2 separate regions of the Sus scrofa genome follow, and region 2 is linked to region 1. A link is a contact called in public Hi-C data. All regions are on one chromosome and are shown on one strand. The core of a region is the stretch at or near the end of the contact, and the rest is flanking DNA. Distances in the headings are between cores, read along the strand shown. Region 1 holds the start of GTF2E1 (general transcription factor IIE subunit 1). Region 2 holds the start of NDUFB4 (NADH dehydrogenase [ubiquinone] 1 beta subcomplex subunit 4).

The links. Hi-C and Micro-C count contacts between places; a contact is called where the count stands out from the background.
Region 2: a Hi-C map of skeletal muscle shows a contact between it and region 1, with 3 times the contacts expected there. The contact joins the promoter of NDUFB4 here to the promoter of GTF2E1 in region 1. A contact is called at or near these places in 1 of 5 promoter capture datasets (liver), 12 of 47 Hi-C or Micro-C datasets (alveolar macrophages, brain, embryonic fibroblasts and 7 more) and 2 of 2 datasets of contacts at active chromatin or transcription factors (alveolar macrophages and skeletal muscle).

What each region holds. Positions count from the first base shown.
Region 1 is chr13:139,607,529-139,610,840 of Sscrofa11.1, forward strand. It overlaps GTF2E1 (general transcription factor IIE subunit 1), which reads right to left and starts at 1,955. Exons shown (of 5, transcript XM_021070303.1): 1 at 1,817-1,955. RABL3 (rab-like protein 3) reads left to right here and starts at 1,636. Exons shown (of 8, transcript XM_021070305.1): 1 at 1,636-2,149. The coding sequence starts at 2,104.
Region 2 is chr13:139,728,770-139,731,947 of Sscrofa11.1, forward strand. NDUFB4 (NADH dehydrogenase [ubiquinone] 1 beta subcomplex subunit 4) reads right to left here and starts at 1,723. Exons shown (of 3, transcript XM_003361882.4): 1 at 1,481-1,723. The coding sequence starts at 1,660. The region is part of intron 2 of LOC102162379 (a long non-coding RNA gene); the gene reads left to right.

The sequences.
Region 1 (3,312 bases), core at 705-3,204:
CTAATTTTGATTTCAAAATGTTTTGAAAATTTTCTGAATTAGTGGTCAACATTTAAAAATCATGAGATTTGGAGCTACTGTTGTGCTTCAGTGAGTTAAGAACCTGAGTAATGTCCATGAGGATATCCATGCAGGTTTGATCCCTGGACTCGCTCAGGGGGTTAAGGACCCACAAGCTGCAATACAGGGGGCAGACGAGGCATGAATCTGGCATTGCTGTGGTTAGGCCAGCAGCTGCAGCTCTGATTCCACCCCCAGCCTGGGAACGTCCACTAGCCGCAGGTGTGGCCCCAAAAAAGGAAAAAAACAAAAAACAAAAGTCGGATCCTGCATCCTCATGGATACCAGTAGAGTTCATTTTCTGCTGAGCCACCATAGGAAACCCCCCATTTTTTTTTTAATGAAATAAAAATCATGAGATATCACATAAATTTTAATTTTCAGCTACTTCTCAAAAGTGGAAATATCTGAGGGAAAAAGTGAGATCATATTCCCACATGGAAACACTCAGCTGAAGAGCAATTGATACTTTAAAAAAGGGAAGGAGCTTGGCTGGCCTCTGGAGACTTTTGAGTGTGTGACCTTTGGGGGCCATGTCTGGTTTCTTCTTTTTAGTCTTATCAGTCCATCAGTCACCTATCAGTCTCACCTACAACCCTACCCTACCTAACCCAGACCCCTGAAAGCAAGTTGCTTTTGTTTTTAAACCATATGTATTCTAATCACACAAACACCAGGCAGAGTTGTAAGAACAAAGTTGAAAGTGAATGCACTCTCTGTACTGGGTCTAGGCTCCTCAGCCTCATCTGCAGCCACAATGGCATTCTCTCAATTCCAGGAGCCACACATGCTCTCTGCTTCCAAGCCTTTACACACGCCCCCACAACAAAGGCCGAAGTCCCTTCTCCTAATCATTTTTCACATCTCAAATGACATTTCCTCAGAGACACCTTCTCAGATTCTCCCTAGCAGTTTAGAATCATCCCCCTTTCACATGCTCCCATAGCTCTTTCCCCTTCTTGGTGGCAGTGAATAGTTATACTTTCTCAATGTCTACATCGGAGACAAGGGTCTTAATCTTGTTCACCACTGATTTTCCAGTATGGATAACAGCTGGTCAAGTATTTCCATAAAACTTTCAATAGGTCTCCTCAGCACGTGTTCTTCAAACATGCCCACCCTGTTAGCCCTCACCTCCCCCCATTCACTTTCCCCACTGCAGCTTCCAGAGTAAAGAAAGGTAGGGTATTGAAAACCCTCTTCTTAAACTTCAAATGGTTTTAAGCAGGAGGTGACAGCACCAAATTAGCGATTTTAAAGGATTCTGCTGACTGCAAACTGCAAAATGAAGGGAAAGAAGAAGTGGACGTGGGGAGTTCTGTTAGATTTCGATATATTACTATTCCAAATCTGGAATAACGTGGATTCTATACATCCACCTGGTTTTTCTCAGTTAGCCACACTTCACGATAGTCTCCACGGCTTCATACATAAAGTGGCATTATCACCGCGAAACCTCTGGACCAGCCCCGTTCCCAAATGTTCGTTTCCGCCCCACTGTGACAACCACGACGCCCTAAATTCCCTCGGACTCTGCCAGCTGAGTCCAGAGGCCACACTTGACGCAGCCAAGCCAGTCCTACCCGAGGTCGCACATGGGCCGCTCCGGGGTCAATGGTTCTTTGGAGGACCAAGCAGAGAACCGACTCAAAAGAGTAAGGGGGAGGAGGACAGCTAAGGAAAAAGCAACGAAGACACCCTGAAAGGCGACGTCGAACCAGGGAACCGAGGACAAGGAACAGGGAACAAGGTTTACCAAAGCGAATCCTCGTACACTCCCACTACAGCTTCCCTCTGCGCCTCAACTACCGGCTTAAACGAGCCACGCCACTTATGCGACAAAGAAAACGCCATATTCCTGCGACCAGTTTTAGAAACCACCCGCTACTTTTAACCAGGCAGGCCAATCAGCACGGTGAGGCCTTCAATCAAATCAGTCACATTCCGATTGGCCAATGGCATTGAAGACTCGGCCCTCCATACCCAGCTCTGATTGGTCTTCAATCCCGGAATAGGCGTTAACCTCAGGAAGGAGCTGGCAAGATGGCGTCCCTGGATCGGGTGAAAGTACTGGTGTTGGGAGACTCAGGTGAGCCGCTTAACCCACCTTTGGGGCTCCCGACACTTTTGAGTTATATGAAAATCCTCCCCTTTCACTCCCTCTCCACCCATCTGCGGATGAACTGACTCTGGCGGGGGGCTGACATCCCTCTCAAGGCCCAAAGACTACACTTCCCAGAGGACTTTGCTCTGTTTAAGCGAGCCGCGGCTTCGCAAGTGTTGGGGGCGCGGAGCCCGGGCCTTTCTCTGTTTTTTTTAGGTTTTTACATCTGTCTACCAGATGACCGCAGCTTAGTGATCCTTTGTTTTAAAACATATGCGGATACTGAGTGTGGTATTAGACGCCGTGCTGAGACAAAGTTAGGACCTTTCCTTTAAGAGATTTTGTTAATTAAGGAAATCAAACGTGCGCTTAGGAAACTGTACCAGGTGCTTTGCATATATTGACTCAATCCTGAGATCAGGCCCGTTATCCCATTTTACAGATGAGAAAAGAGAGGCGGAGGGCTGTAAATGACAGAACTGGTTTGAACCGAGAGCCTGTGTGCTTAAAACACTAACCTATATTATTTAGTGAAATAGCAGGTAGTAGTAATCTTTTACGCTCAACTGGGCTTCTTGTTTTCTTTATTCTCTTTAATCTTTTCTTCTTTTTTTTTTTTTTTTTTTTGCTTTTTAGGGCCACACCCAGAGTATATGGAGGTTCCCCGGGCTAGGGGTCCAATCGATCGGAGCTACAGCTGCCGGCTCACACCACAGCCACGCCAAATCCCAGCCAGGTCTGCGATCTACACCACAGCTCATGGCTCCAAACATCTGACACAATGTCTATCAGAGCAAATATCCAAAAGTCAACTCCAGAAAAGCATATCTATGAAATGCAAAGTTACCATTTATTCCAAGTTTTTAAAGAGCTTAGGAATGGAGATAATGAGAAACAGAATGAGAGTGAAGTGGAAAGGGGGAAATGAAAACTTCAGTTCCAGTTGTCAAGTGTCCAAGGTGTCAAAATAATTTTAACACTAGGAGTAAACTGGGCTTAGCATTAAGATGAGTATGACCCTCATCTTAATTTTTCTATTTCTTACAACCCAGCACATAAGAGGTTTTCAATTAAGATTAAAGAGAACAGGAGTTCCCCTCATGGAGCAGTGGAAAGAATCTGACTAGGAATCGAGGTTGCAGGTTCCA
Region 2 (3,178 bases), core at 473-2,972, 120 kb after region 1:
AGGGCCTGGCATATAATAGACACCAAGCAATTATTTATTCACTGAATCAATAATTCTTAAAGATTAGGCAAGGAATTTCAATATACTGTTCAATATATGATTAAATGTCAGGCACTCATTTACTTAACAGAACAACCAATGAGGCAGGTATAAAACTGAGGTTTTACACTGCTAAGCTGAAACTGCCCTGCGTCCCAGAACTGGAAAAGAGAAAATCTGGAGTTTAAATCTCAGCTATGCCTGACTCAAGGTCTCATTATCCGGCACATCAAACGCAATCACTGAGTATGTATATAATGAACATCTTTCTCAGCACCTTCTCCCAAGTAAACAAGGTTCTGGCTGGAGACAATACAGCCAAGTGGTTGAGAAGATGCTCTGGGTTATAGACTGTGGTTCTAATTCTTTTCTACCACTTGCTAACAGAGTATCACCCTGTGACAACTTGCCCTTCCCATGTCATCTTTCTCATCTGTAAAATGGGGATAGTAATAAAGTTTAAATCTTCAAATACCCATGATATTTGAATTTCAGAAAGTTTCAGTAATTCCTGGCACACCTGTAAATTTCCTTCAATCCTCACAACTTCCTAAAATTCCTACAAAATACCAATGCAACTGTTGGGAAAAAAACTTCTCTAAAAAATCATATTTACATATTTAAATAGCTCTTGTACAGAAAATTATCTTCTAGATAATAGCTATCGGTCTACTAGGCATGTTATAAGTGCTGGGAGCATTATACAGACTATCTCATTTAACCTCAAAAGGTTTCTATAAAGAATGTACTATCGTTTCCGTATATGAAAATTATAAAACTAAGGTTCAGAAGGGTTAGGGATTTTGCACAAGGTCATATAATTTGCCAATAGGTAGTGCCTTCGTGTCTGACTCCAAAGCCCAAAGCTTTAGCAAGCTGTAGGGTATCTGGATTATTAGAAGATGTAAACTGAAAAATCACTATATTCCCATCAGAACAGTATTTCTATGAACTGTGAACTGTAAAGTGGAAAACAGCTTTAAAACACCCCCCCCCCCATATTTTCTGAACACTCAGCACAAGCCAGGAACTGTGCTGGTGGGTCACGTGCCCCATCTCATTTAATCCTCATAAGAGCCTCGTAAAACAGGAAGTACTATATTATCCCCATTTTTCAGATAGGAAAACCAAAGCCAAGCAGCAGGGTTGAAAAGCTTTTCCATGATCACCCAGGCGAGAAGTGATCAAGCTGGGACTCAAACCCAGCCACTTGTGAACCCAGAACCCGTCCTCCTAACCGCTAAGCTATCCACCCAAGGTCAAAGGGCTAATGCCAAGGTCCTGCTCTCTGGGCCTGGAAGAGGACCTGTGTTTTAAAACACTCTTTGGAAACGGTGACCGCCCCGTGGCGTGGTCCCCCTTGGGCCGTCTAGGCTGCCGGGTCTGACGGGACCATCCGGACTCTGGCCCTCGATTCCCACCCGGCTGGCCCCTCACTCACGATGACCCCTAGGCGGTTAGGGTCGTTGTACTGGAGCAGGTACTCCCGCTTAAGCCGGGATCTTATGGCCAACCGCTCGGCTTGTGCCTTCCGGGTTTCCGGAGATATGTCGTATTCAGCTGGGTCGAGAGTAGCTGGCAGGGTTGCCAGGCGGGAAGGCTTGTATTTTGGGAACGACATCTTGGCAACCCGGCGCACAAACGCGCCTGCGGGGCCCCGAGGCCCGCCCCCTACGTGCTGACCTTTGTCCTGAGGAAGTGCGCCTGCGTGTTAGCAAGAGGCGGAAACGGTTTAGCATGTACAGCTTTTTAACCTTCCTCTGTCCCCGGCGCTAGTAGCGATCTGCGCATGCGCAAGGTACTTTCCTCGCCTTCCCCCGCCCTCTCCTTTTCCTACCGCTGTGGAAAGTCTCGCTTCTTGTCCGTGCTTGCAGCTCTAGCTTTACTGACCCTGAAGGGCACATTCTGTGAAGTTGAGTTAGCAGAGAGGAGAAATGGGACCGACTGTGGAATTCTCTTTTAGTACAAGTCCATCTCTCTGACCTGGGGAAGTCACTTAACTTCTCGGAGTTTCCTCTTCCTTATCCTGGAGATTATGATCCCTATTCTGTCTGCCTAGCAAAACTCATGTGAGGATTAAATAAAATAATGAATAGATGCAACATACTTTGCAAAATATTCCTTATCCAAGAAAAAGAAAAACCAAATCTTAGTTACAACACTGAAACCTTTTAGTAAAATCCTTACCATTCTTCAGATGCTAAGATTAAAAAACATCCATAGAAATATGAAAATAAGCATAGGAGCATTTTATCTTACTGTGAAAGATAGTTTGGGGGGAAGAGTGAGGATAACCTTAAAGGGAATGTTCTCCATCCCTACCATCCTTCTCCTTTCCCCACTATCACCAAAGAAAAAGGGCTACTTCAAGTTGCAAGGCAGGTTCTTTGGGTACCAAGCAGATATTCCTTAGGGGAAAACATGTAAACAATATTTCCATAACTCAGGCAAGGAAAGTGGATCAAAAGTTAACTTCAGCTTGGATGAACCATCTGGGGACATGTAGAAATGTTGCGAAATGGTTGCTAAGCAGAGAAGGGACCTAGAAAGTGTTGGCACTTGACGTGATGAGGAGCAGCACTGCTGTCAAATTTATTCAACATTTTAATACTGTTTTTAAATATTTATTAAGCACTCACTGCATGAAGCATCCTGCACACTAGTCAGTCAATCTTCTAGGCTGAGTGGGAAAAACAAAAATGAAAGATGAGGTGATTGTCTCTGAGGAGCTGACAATCCCGGCAGTACAGAAAGAATAGACAGAATATGATAATATTTGCTAAGCAGTTTACTGTCCAAATGAATATATAGAAAAATGGGCTCAGAAGAATGGAGACTGAGGGAATGTAGAAGAAAGAAATTTTTTGTTGTTGTTGTTTTTTTTTTTTTTTTTTTTGTCTTTTTGCTATTTCTTTGGGCCACTCCTGCGGCATATGGAGGTTCCCAGGGTAGGGGTCCAGTCGGAGCTGTAGCCACTGGCCTACGCCAGAGCCACAGCAACACGGGATCCGAACCGCGTCTGCGACCTACACTACAGCTCACAGCAACGCCGGATCCTTAACCCACTGAGCAAGGCCAGGGATCAAACCCGCAACCTCATGGTTCCTAGTCGGATTTGTTAACCACTGCGCCAGGACGG